Linked DNA regions of Sus scrofa: region 2 is linked to region 1. The links are chromatin contacts, called in public Hi-C maps. All regions are on one chromosome and are shown on one strand. The core of a region is the stretch at or near the end of the contact, and the rest is flanking DNA. Distances in the headings are between cores, read along the strand shown. Region 1 overlaps POC1B (POC1 centriolar protein homolog B). Region 2 has its middle 190 kb from the start of DUSP6.

Evidence for each region. A called contact is a pair of places that touch in the nucleus more often than the background predicts.
Region 2: a Hi-C map of skeletal muscle shows a contact between it and region 1, with 5 times the contacts expected there. A contact is called at or near these places in 6 of 47 Hi-C or Micro-C datasets (heart right ventricle, liver and skeletal muscle) and 2 of 2 datasets of targeted methods (alveolar macrophages and skeletal muscle).

Annotation. Positions count from the first base shown.
Region 1 is chr5:93,189,140-93,195,459 of Sscrofa11.1, reverse strand. The region is part of intron 10 of POC1B (POC1 centriolar protein homolog B); the gene reads right to left. Among named protein-coding and RNA genes, the nearest start is that of GALNT4, 59 kb to the right of the region's middle.
Region 2 is chr5:93,491,061-93,497,380 of Sscrofa11.1, reverse strand. No RefSeq gene overlaps it. Among named protein-coding and RNA genes, the nearest start is that of DUSP6, 190 kb to the right of the region's middle.

The DNA.
Region 1 (6,320 bases), core at 1,375-3,874:
AAAGTAAAAGTGAGGAAACTGAAAGACAGAGATGGAACGAGGCAAGAACCAGCGCTGGGCATCAGCAGCAGCCAGTTCACTCAGATTTTGAGGAGTTTAATCTCTCTGAAGCCCGCATACAATTTACATAACCCGACTTCATAAAGCACAAAGAGCTGACTGAAAAATCCACTTGAGCCGACGTGCCGTCTACTCCCACCAAATAATTAGCTGTCAGGTGGCTAAATAAAGGAGCAAAGCCACCCAGCTTCACCGAACGAGCAGCACCAACTAACTCAGATCCAGATGGGTGTGGATGCACAGAGCAACGGAAAGCCACGCTCACTGCTTTCTGTGAACCTGTCGGACCCACACAGGGCATCCAGCGCCCTGGTGAAGCCGCCTCAGGTCAGCAGGAAGCTCATTACAGGCGGACGGGCCAGGAGACAAGCACTTTCCAGAGTCATTTCCTGTGTGAAAAGCCCGCTGCTGTTCCTGCATTCCTCAGGGTGCATTTCTTCTCATCTCAGAGGATGTTGCTCTTCCCCAGGAAGAGGAAGGACCCAGTTGTTGCTGGACGTGTGGGCTGCGGGCTGTCCCGCATTGTCCGCATGCCTGAGCCTCAGCTGTGGGAACTTGGGATGCAGCTGAGATTCCCAGGCCCGGGACGCTCGGATGATGAAGCCCTTTAGAGATACAGTAGCTCAGGAGGTTGGAAGGCAGGCAGAAATAATACCTGGAACTTCAACAGCTCCAGTTCCCAGAAACCTGATAATGTTCTAAAGAAACCTGAAAACGCATTTACTCTGATGGGCTCCCAAAGAGCGTGTTTTGTTCTGAAGAGCCTCTCTCTCTCCATTTTATCAAGAAAAGTTTAAGTCCTAAATTACTTTTGTCAACAGGTTATAAAATCACTTTCACGCAGAGATATTTAACTTGGACTATGCTTAAAAATTTAATTAGTATAAAATTTTTGGTAAAAGGAAACACTCATTAACATAAGCTTTCTTTCCTCACAACCTTGAAACTTAAAAGGAATGAAGCTCAAATTAGTAAAATTTCAGAAAAAAAAAAGTCATGCTCCTTCAACAGACTAAGAAGTTTTAGTTGGTTTCTTTTTTTTTGGTAATCCCAAAACACATTTTTTTTTAAAGGTCAGCTATCACATTCACAACTGTTGGTAGTTTTTATACCATATGGGTCAAAAGCAAGGAAGCAACTAATCTGGAAAGAGTCTCTTTCTCTCTAATGCTTTCTCCATTTCTAAAGTAACTTGCATCTGAAAAAATACAAATGCTGTGTTTTCTATTCTAAGCGGTAAGAGATTTGTAGAAGTTTATTTTTTCTTATTTACTTCTGTTAATTATCATCTATGTCTTATTTTTTAAATGCTTTCACACTTTAATTACTTCCTTTCAAAGGGCAATGGTATACAGAGTTCCCGTTGTGGCGCAGTGGAAACGAATCCAACTAGGGACCATGAGGTTGCAGGTTTGACCCTGGCCTCGCTCAGTGGGTTAAGGATCCGGCGTTGCCTCGAGCTGTGGTGTGGGTTGCAGACACAGCTGGGATCCAGTGTTGCTGTGGCTGTGGTTTAGGACGGCAGCTGTAGCTCCAACTCAACCCCTAGCCTGGGAACCTCCATATGCCACTAGTCCGGCCCTAAAAAGCAAAAAAAAAAAGCAAAAAACAAAAACAAAAGGCGATGATTTAAAATTATTTCACAAACCCAGATAAGAATTCCTTTTTTACTCCTACTAAGCATCACAGAGTTAAACTTCACTTTTAGAGTCAATGGATAAAATAAATAAATACATAAATTACTGGACCCCACGTGACACATTCACTATCATTTGCAATTAAGACTAAAAGTAGATAGTACCAGCCATCAGTCAGTCCAGGGGAGGATTTTTATAAAATGCCTCTGTTCATTCTCTTTCAACACTTGGAGTGGGGGGCAGGAGAAAAATATGGAGGGCCACTGAACTAACATGTAAAGATCCCATTAAAAGGTCTGTTTCCTAAAGCCTAGTAAGCGACAGCGAAGTGACAAACACATCTAGGTTCAGAAATCATATGCACTAAACCCACAAATCAAATGCTACTTTATAAACTGCTGCAAAGTTTAAAAACTTAAAAAAGAACTTCACCTACTTCCAAATTTAGAGGCTGTTTATATGTAAAGTCAGGAATGCCAGTATACGGAAAAGCAATGTAAGCAGAAGGTTTGTGTGACATGATTTTTGTTGATTTTCCTGGAAAGGTAAAAGGGCTATGTGGGGACAGTACACTGCATATGACCATTTTACACTTTTAAAGTAACACATTTCAGTTTTGAGACACTGAGGTTTGCATACACTGTGTTCTTTCAAGCAAGTCTTTCCAAATCTTTGCTTATATAAGCAGTTGGGAACTGGAATAACTCTCAACTAGTTACGCAATGTTGTCTAGTAACCAGGACGAACTGTTGCCACAACAGCCCTGGAGATATCCTCTCTGTATCTGCAGGTTTACTCTCAGTATGTCCTTATATGTTGTCAATATGTTAATATTTTCAGATAGCATATACAGCCTCCATTTGAAAGTGGTTAACTGTTTTCTTCCTAAAAAAATAGGCTGATGCAACAATATTTCCAAAAAGGAATCCAGGGAACTTTACTGAAAAATGTGAATCTAAAGCACTCAGGAAAGAGAAGTATGTTTCAACACTGTGCCTCTCAGGGTCTTCAGTCTCTTAAGTCAGTTTTCCAGATCCGAGAAAAGAGGACAGCAAAAAAAAAAAAAAAAAAAAAAAAGTAAGTCTTTTTTTTCTCTCAGCAGTCCCTCGGGGAAAGTGGTGCAGAGCCAGGAGATAATCTTGGCTGTGCTGAGATTACTCAGGGCTGCACCTGACTGTCCCCAGGGAAAGGAGATAGGGAATCCCACAGCCGGCATCCAATCTGTCAGGAAATCCTCCGGCCCTGCCCTCAAAATATATCCAGCATCAGATGACTTACCACCACCCCTTCTGCCACCACCCTGGATCAAGCGACTACTGCCTCCTGCCTGATGATTTCATTCGCTTCTGAACGCGTCTCTTCGCTGCCCTCCACACGGCACCCGCCCCAGCTGATTCAGAGCAGAGCCAGCGCGACCCTGTTAGAACACGCATCCGACGTGGCCTCCTGCGCAGGGGACCCTCGGGCTTCCTCCCGCCTCCCAGCACTGCTCCACCGGCCTGGACAGCCTTCCCAGACACTCATCCGACTTGCTCCCTTCACTCCTCCAGTTCCCCACTCGAGTGTCACCTTCCATGGGACTCTCGTCCCAGCCAGGCTCTCGAAGTGCACCACCCTTCTCACCTGACTTTCGTGCTATTATACGTTGCGTTGCTTCTCCCGACTACACTAAATGGTCCATCTTTTTCAATCTGTACTTTGCTTCTTCTCCCCCCACCCCATGAGGATATAGAATGCAGGCTTCTCTGGGGCAGGTTATTTTCTTGTTACTCAAGAAGTACTAACTGGGAGCCAAAAACATGCGTGAGGGAGTGTGCTCCCAGAATCCTACCACCGCTGCTACCCAGTGAGTCAGGCAGTGCGGAGACCCTGCATGAGACGGATGTCCTCGCATTATCGTGGCATGTACTACGTTTTCAGTCACTCCTGAGGCATATACTTATATGTTGCTTTCTTCACCTGGAATTTTCCTATCCAAATCCTACCCATCTCTGGTCAGGTCAAGACTGGTCAAAGGTTTTCTTCCAGAGAGGTCTTCTAGTTTCCTCTAGCCGCTTTGAGGCCTTTTCTGAATACTCCCGTGTCAACCTTACATTTGGCAAAATCATGTACACTTGGCATCTAGGATACTGAAACGGCCACTTACTTCTTCTGCTACTATTTCTCCCCGGCTAGGCTGTACGTTTCTTGAGGTCAGGCAGCCAGCCTGACCCCTGTCTTCAGTATCTCACGTAATGCCTCCATGAAGTAGGGCTTAAATATTTTGACTGATGACCTTGACTTTCTTCCATGATGTAACTGCAAATTCTCAGTTTATTGTGAACAATTAATTTAACTGAAAACGATCCCTAATTCTAAAGACAGACATAAACGTTACATTCATACTCTATATGGTTGCCAGCAAGAAAACTAGAACATGCTCTCAAATCTCAGAGAAGAGTCCAAGGTTTGGACAGCCAATCAGAGGAACACTTGCGAGACTGTCCATTTCACTTTGTTCATTTGTAGGACAAATAGTAATAAAATACTTAGGAATAGGGTTTACCTAAGAAAAACAATTTTAATAATCCTAGAGTACTTTAAGTAAATTTTCTTTAGTTGGTATTAAAGAAAACACCACTTTATAGTAGGACACAAGAGAAATCCCTGTCTCGCTTGCCTTTGGGGGAAAGGGGCTGAGGGTGTGGGAAGGTCTGGGATACCCTGTGTAGCCACATCACATGTCGATGCTAAGACCAAATGCCCTTGTACAATTCTGATGACAAAACCTTGGTCTGGAGTCCCCACTGTGGCTCAGCAGAAACGAATCTAAGATCCACGAGGACACAGTTTTGATCCCTTGCCTCGCTCAGTGGGTTAAGGATCTGGCATTGCCATGCGCTGTGGTGTACGCAGGTCGCAGATGTGGCTCAGATCTGGCATTGCTGTGAGTGTGGTATAGGCCAGCAGCTACAGCTCCGATTCAACCCCTAGCCTGAGAACCTCACAACGTCATGGGTATGGCCCTAAAAACATGGAGAGAGAGAGAGAGAGAAAGCAAGAAAGCAAGCAAGAAAGCAAGCAAGCAAGAAAGCAAGCAAGCAAGAAAGGAAGAAAGAAAGAAAGGAAGGAAGGAAGGAAGGAAGGACCCAAAAAAACCAAACACCTTGGTCTATTTCTAATAGAATAAATGAAAACATTAAAAGACTCAATGGGAATCTTGAACTAAATAATCTTTGGAAGATCAGTAGATAACAAGTGACAATGTATTGGAACAAGATTCAGAAATTTGAGATCAACATTTTTAAACTATGTCTATGTGACAGCCAGCACATCCCTTTACAGAAACATTTTTTTTACAACAAAACTTTAAAAATGCAGATTGGTAACAGTTTATTTTGATCCTGAAAGACTGTATCAAATTTCCTGCCTGGCATTAGAGACACAAGTGCACGCCACACAGACAGCAACTGTGACACTGTGTATGCTGGAATGAATTCTCTGTAGTAAGGAGGCATCAGAGCATAGACACCAGTCCACACTCATCTCCACATCATCTGGATGTAATATTAAAGCAAGTCCAACAGCAACAGAAGCCAACGATTTCTTCTATCATAACGAACCTGCTTTTATCCCGCAGGAAATTTCACAAATTAAGGTCTAAAGAGTGATCTTTTTCTATCTCATCTTGAAGAAAATGAATTTCTAAGGAAACTTTCTTCCAGTCAACAAAAATCAAACAAACTCCCAAAGTGAAAAGTAGCCACAATAACGAGAACCAAAACCACCTTTAATTACTGCTTTTTTGAGCTTCCAATACGTCTCCAGGTTTTGAATTTATAACCATATGCAAAGTTCAGACCACAATAGTGCTTCATGCCAAAATCGCCTTTACAATGATCCTTGATTTGTTGTGCAGAAGCAAAAGAAAAGCAGCCAATAGTAAGAGGAGATTACAGATTAAGAATTACTTACCACTAGATTAAAAGAAAGGCAAATCTGTACATGATTTCACTTTAGTTTTCTAACCACTTGTCTCTGAGCTAAAGCAAGGATACATACATTGAAAATTCAAAGGAAAGCTCTCTAGATATTATACATAAAAATCTAAATGCACAGTTCCCATTGCAGCTCAATGGAAATGAATCTGACGAGGATCCATGAGGACGCAGGTTCGATCCCTGGCCTCACTCATTAGGTTAAGGATCCAGTGTTGTCCTGAGCTGTGGTGTAGGTTGTGGATGTGGCTCGGATCCCTCGTTGCTGTGGCTGTGGGTAGGCCAGGAGCTGCAGCTCTGATTCGACCCGTAGCCTAGGAACCTCCATGTGCCGTGAATGAGGCCCTAAAAAGACCAAAAAAAAAAAAAAAAAAAAAAAAGAAAGAAAGAAACAAACAAACAAACAAAAAACCCTAAATGCTTTATGAGCATTTATATCTTCAGAAAATGGTATTGGTAAAATAAATAAAATCAGGATTCTCTATGGCTTGCCTGGAGGCAAGCAGCTAAAACAAACAAACAAAAACTACTTTCCTGGGACTCCACTAGCCAAACCAATTTATAGCAAACGAGTTTTTGTTTTCTGCATTTTCTTGTTTGTTTTTATTTTTATGTGGCATCAAGCACACAACTCAAAGGAACCGTG
Region 2 (6,320 bases), core at 1,386-3,885, 300 kb before region 1:
GAAGACTGGAAAGCTGAAACTCACATTCCCATGAGGGTTCTGAATGGGACCCAGTTTCTTCTAAGCCAACTCACTTTCTGTAAGCTACCTGATTCCTTATATTAAATCTCTTTCTATTTACACTGGCTAACCTCAATTCTATTTCTGCAACTAAGAATCCTGATGGCTACAGTGTTTATTGTAATTCTCTACCTCTTTAAGGATTGAAGATGAGACGGGGTTCATAAAACTTATTTTTATGGCTATCTTCTTATCATCAGCACATTTAACATTCATTATTTTGTTGAGGGAACGAGAAAGAAGCAGCAGTCAGAAGGCTGGGTATTAGAAGCTCCGGGTGCCAATCAAAAGGGCTGCATAGCTCCCTTCTTATTCCAAACTAACTCACTAGCCATCTGTGAAGACACACAGTCATGTTGATGCCAGTCTTGATTTGGAAGCCAATACTTGGGGACGAGAGAGCAACTGAGATTTTGGATGGAGTGTTTTGATAACTTATTATACTTTTAGAAGCCAAAGGGGTGAGCACCAGGAGTTACAGCCCTTGGAAACCCTGTTGGTAGAGGAGTTGTTCAGCTGGCTTCATGCAGGCTTGTTTTTTTCTCAAAGTGTGATCCCCAATCAGCAACATCAGCATCATTAGGAAACATCTTAGAAATGTAAATTCTCTCTCTCTCACACACACACACACACACATATTTTCATGTTCTTTTCCATTATGTCTTATCAAAAGATACTGAATATGTTCCCTGTGCTATATGGTAGGATCTTTTTTGTGTGTGTTGGGAATTTGAATCATTGGATTTGAATTTTGGATTTTTACCTAATAAATAACTTTGAATCAGTCACTTAGCTTTTCAGGAATTCCATTTCCTTATTTGTTAATGAAGTAATGGAATGATATGTTCTCCAAGCCTCACAAATTCTATCACTTCTGGACATGATTAACTCTATTATCCTTGATTTTCATCATTTTGCTTCCTGAGCATCATGACCTTTCTGGTGCCGACCTGATGATGGGCCTTTCCCAGCATTCTCTTTCTCTGCCTAGGAGCAGTACTTGGAGGAAAATTAATAAAAGATATATGTCGTTCTCCACCCCAAGTCAATAGTCCAGGAGTGCATCCCAGCTTAAATCAAAACTAGTAAAATCCACTGGATATCTGAAAGGCTAGTGTAGTATTTAAACTATATTGGGAATTACCAATATCCTGGAAGTATGTACAAGTTACTTATATGTGTCTTTTATATTATTGATGTTTCTGATCACACATAAGACTTGAATATTGACAGCTATATTTTGACACTTTAAGACACTCTGTGTGTGTTGTGTAAATTAAATGCTTTAATCTACTTTCAAAACTTGAGAATTGAGACTCATTGACATTCAGCTAAGACTGAGGCAGGTGGTACTTACACTTGGGAAAACCACAAAATTCCACCCCTTAATAGTGTGGAAACATTGCAACACTGGCATAAGATTGTTCCATTCTGTGAATTTGGGAATTACAGGGAGATTAAAAAAAAAAAAAGTCTTTTGTGTAATTGAAGTTTGTGTGAAAGAAAGGAGGGCTTGGCCTACCTCTGAAGCAGTAGGAACCAAGAGTTAATGAGTTAATAAATTTGCTGAAGATAGAAATGCAAACACTTTGCAGAGCTATAAAATAATAAATTCATAAAGAAGGTACAGCAAAAATGTGTGTTCCTTATGGAAGGGACTGTATCTTCCTTCCTATCACCTGTCTTGGCAGAGAGTAGCTACTTAGTGAAAGATTGAATGAATGAAGGTTGAGAATATTTTAGCTCTTTGTATATAATCACAAAACCCCACAATATTTTAGCTATGTGTTTCAAACAAGAGCAAGTTACTTTATTTTTAATGAGCCTGAAACATAGTATCTTCCTTCAAATTTTTGCAGTGCCACTGGAGTAAGCATGAAAATTTCATGCATTTTTCATTATGTTGAACCTTGTGAAATGACAAATATTCGCTACTGATGGCCTACAAAAATGGTAAATTCGAATGGTCCAACCTTTTTTCTTTTTCTTTTTGTCTGGGAGATATCAACTACATTTTAAAAATTGATTAAACACGCATTCTTTCTGCCTCACAAAGAATTAAAGCTGGCATTAGAAGAGAAGGGGCCAATCTACATTATCAAGACTCCCCACCTTAAATCATGTGATTGCCAGTTATCTACAGGGGTGATTTCAGAACATAGATCTTCTTTCTTTAAAAAAAATAAATGAAGCATAATGTTGTTCCAGAGACATCAGAAGAAAACGCTTAGAAGAGAGTCTTAAAAATAGAAGGTTTTAAAATTAGGTGGTGATGATGGTTGCATTACTCAGTGGATAAACTAAAAACTATTGAACTGTACACTTGGAAATTTGAATTTATGGTATATTACATTTCAAAAATTAAAAAAAAAAAAACCAGAAGAGACTAGGCTCCAGAGAATGGAAATACAAATGCACTAGGTGAACCATTCTGTGGCTGAGAAGGAGGAGGAGGAGAGAGCATGAAGCCAAACCCCAGACATCTGCGTGGTTGCAAGCCAACCTTCACAGTGTCCTCTCTGCGAAGATTGTGTGTCGCAGCTCACACACTTGCCAAGTCATGAAAGTAAATATACATGCAGTATTAATAGCCTCTGGTATTTTCAGCGTGATGCTTGGATTCTGGAAAGGGATCCCCTCAACAGTTCTAAACTGATGCATGATGAGAACTGTCATCTTTGCAAAATGCCATTTGAGTCCTTGTGGGAAGGATCTTTCTCAAATTTGCTTGTCCAGTCAAGCTCAGATGGCTAGTTCTAGGACATTAGAAAAAATGTGGAGTTACTTATAAGCAATGATTTTTAATCTGGAGGAAGAAAAGGTCAGGAATCCCAGATAAAAGGCCAGAAAACTCAGGAAAAAGGAATGTATGTACAGACCCAGTTTTGTATACAACATCAAGGGCCCCAAAGGTAATCCTTGGTCTGTGTCTCTGCCTTGTAGAGCATGTCCCCACTGCATTCTATTATATTCGTGAAACTGAACATTGAAAACCAAATACTAGGAGCTCTAAAGAGGCCATCCTTTCTCTCTTTTTGGCTGCACCCGTGGCATGCAAAAGTTCCCAGGCCAGGTGGCCCAAACTGTAGAGGTAACCAGAGCCACAGCAGTGACAATGTTAGACCCTTAGCCCACTAAGCCACCAGAAAACGCCTATCCTTTTCTTCTTTGTTGTCACAAACACTAATTCTTTAACTTCTTGACTAGCACCTATAGCATCTTCTGATGGGAGGTAAAGGGCACTAGGCAATGGGGGAAACCCCAGTGGATTGAGATCAGAGCTACCTTGTGTTTTTCTCATGTTTGGCTTCTTGCCAGGTTTTTTTTTTTTTTCTTCTTCCCCCATGTCATCACACACAATATTATCCTTTCATTAGTATATTTTTGCCACTGCATTTTACCCCAGTACCCTGACAGGCATATATATTTTTAAAATTAGTTAGGGGCCCCATTTTCAATAATAGCCATTTCTAGCAGTTATCACTAACAATTATAATCTGTAGCCGAAGACTCTGAAGAGACCAAGAGTTCAGTCATGTCCTACCACTTGTCTTAACTGGCCCTGACCATGCTGAGTAAGAATCTCAAGGCAAGATTTTGGTGTACTTTTAAAACGTATCTTTTTCAAAGGGATGGGGTCAGAAGTGGCCAGAATTTATTAAGCACCCATGTATTTTCAGCATTGTATGTAAATGCCATGGAGAACACAAAGGAAAACTAACTGCTTCCTTCAGAGACTTTCACTCCCCAGTTGACAAATGTAAAGTGACGAAAGAATGGAAGGACAGTTGGTTCTAAGCACTCACATTGATAAATGAGAAAAGGGAAGAATGTTTCAAACACAGAAGAGAAGTGTTTTATATTCCACTATTTGACTTGCAGATACTAAAAACCGAGAACTTCATAAACACTGGAATGAAAGTGGTGAATGAAATACCACAGTTTGAGATGGGGAGCATGTGTCCACAGTTAGCAAAAAGCATTTATTTTCTGGTACTCTGATAATTCCATGCTATAAAGTATGTACTTAAAACATTAAGAAGTCATGGCGCTTGTACCTAAGTTACCCTGCGATCTATGTCTCTCTCCCAATTGATGAAAAAGAAAAAGTTGCATTCTTTTTTTCTCCCAGAAGTTCCAACAGGAAGTGTCAAAGGAGAAATCTGTTTCTGCAAGATTCTCAACCAGAAACAGAAGCATTTCCATCAAAAATGTAGCAAGCAGAACTGTTCTCCTGAGATTTCTAACCTAATTAGTCAGGTGAAAACATCTTTCAGATATTCCTTTGCTCATGTGTTTGGAGATGATTAAAAAAAATTGCTGAATGTATTTTCTCCTTCACTATCTATGGAGCTCAGGCTGTGTCACTTGAGGTAAAAGGAAATTGACTAAAACAAATTTGCAGGTCATTTAGAAAGAGAACAGGGCTGGCATGAAAATAAAGGAGCCGGGACCAATTCTCAGAGATTCACAATCAATTCTCATTTAATTTATAATAATGCCTAGTGGTTTTTGTCCCTAAACTAAATTGAGATAAGACTAAGTGGGTATTTATAAGAATGAATGAAGTTAGTTGAATCAAACAGGATTTTATGGAAGGGGATTTTTGTGTGTTGATAACTCAATCCCAGATCACAGTCAATCAATGACGTTACATGAAGGAGAAACACTTTGAATCCAGTGTGCATTTTGCCATAGCTGCCAGCCCTGAACTGCCCTCCGTTCAGGCCCATCTTAGCACAGGAGGCATTAGATAGTCATGTGCCACGGATGATGGGCTCGGAGTGTGTGGATGTGGATGCGTTTTAGTTTTTATCGCGGCACATAACATTCACATAGAAAAGTACTTAAAATGTACACATACTCTTGGACAGTTATTTAGACAAATGGTTTAATCCAGGTCAAGAAACAGAACAGCATAAGCACCCCACAGAGTACCCTCTCCCTAGAGATAAACACTATTTGTATTTGTGTTCATCATCTTCTTGCTTTTCTTTATAGTGCGACTACTTATATGTGCATTCCTGAACAATAGAGTTTAGTTTTGTGTGGTATTGAATTTCATAGGAACAGAATCGTAATGTAGGCATTTTTATGCCATAATTTCTTTGTTTAAGCTTACAATTGTGACAGCTTGCACAGTTTCTGGGTATTGCCTGTAGCTGTCATCTATTCATTTACATTACTGTTTGGTATTCCAATTTATTTTTCCATCATAAAAAAAAAAATCCTGCAAGCATTTCTTAATCCTGCAAGCATTTCTTAAAGGTATTTTTGTGGAATTTCTGGGTCATATGGTATACATATTTTCAGCTTTCCTTAGTAATACCAAGCTTCCTTTCAATGTGATTTTACATCTTAATTTTAGCCAGTCTGGTCAGTAGGTCACCACTGTTTCAATTTTCATTTTTCTAACTGCTAATGAGGTTAAGCCCCTTTTCCATGTCTAATGCCTCCACCATGTCTTAATTTAATAATCAATGTCTCACCGACTGGGATTTTTTGTGTGCCGCATTCCACATACAGCAAGTACCTGGACCATTTTCCAGTCAATTTGGGATGGTTTCATCTGAGTGATTATAAACCTGTCATTAGCAACTCTGCTTCAGTTCTCATCAGTCATGGAAACAGCCTGCAGAAGTTGGAATTTTGTTAAATCTACCGCTTCATGTTACAAAGCAACATTTTAAAATCTCAGCCTATATTTGGCCCTTAAGTCAATCGTGGTGAAGTTGTACAGGCTAAAAGATGAAACTTGAACTCTTTCTGCCACAAAAAGAAGCCTGTTTGGTACAGAAATTGAGGACTGGAGATCCATCAGTGCAGGGCATTATGAGAGGAGCTTATTGAATTGGTCTGTTTTCTGAGTGGAATTACAGACTTTGATATTTAGGGTAACACTATGATTCTCTCTTCTAACTGCAAGAACCCTAGAATTTCAAAGTATGAAAGTTGCGACATGCTGTTATGTTTCTTGGAGAGGCATTCACTAACTATGCCTCTCATGTCTCTCAGTGGCGAAGAGTAGCTACACGCTCAGTGCTAAAGAATATTTTCTCCAAGAGTCTGCATTTGTCAAGAAGGCATCCTGCTCTGAATAACCTTGGGTGTGCAGAGCAGAGAATCTTCCTATGCCTGGCATTTATCTTTTAATTCTCTTAGATCACTTAGTTTGTTGTCCTAGTCTCTCAATTTTCATTGTCTTTCTATTACAAATCAAAAAGAAAATATTTTAAGCAAAAGCTGGAAAATATTCTTCT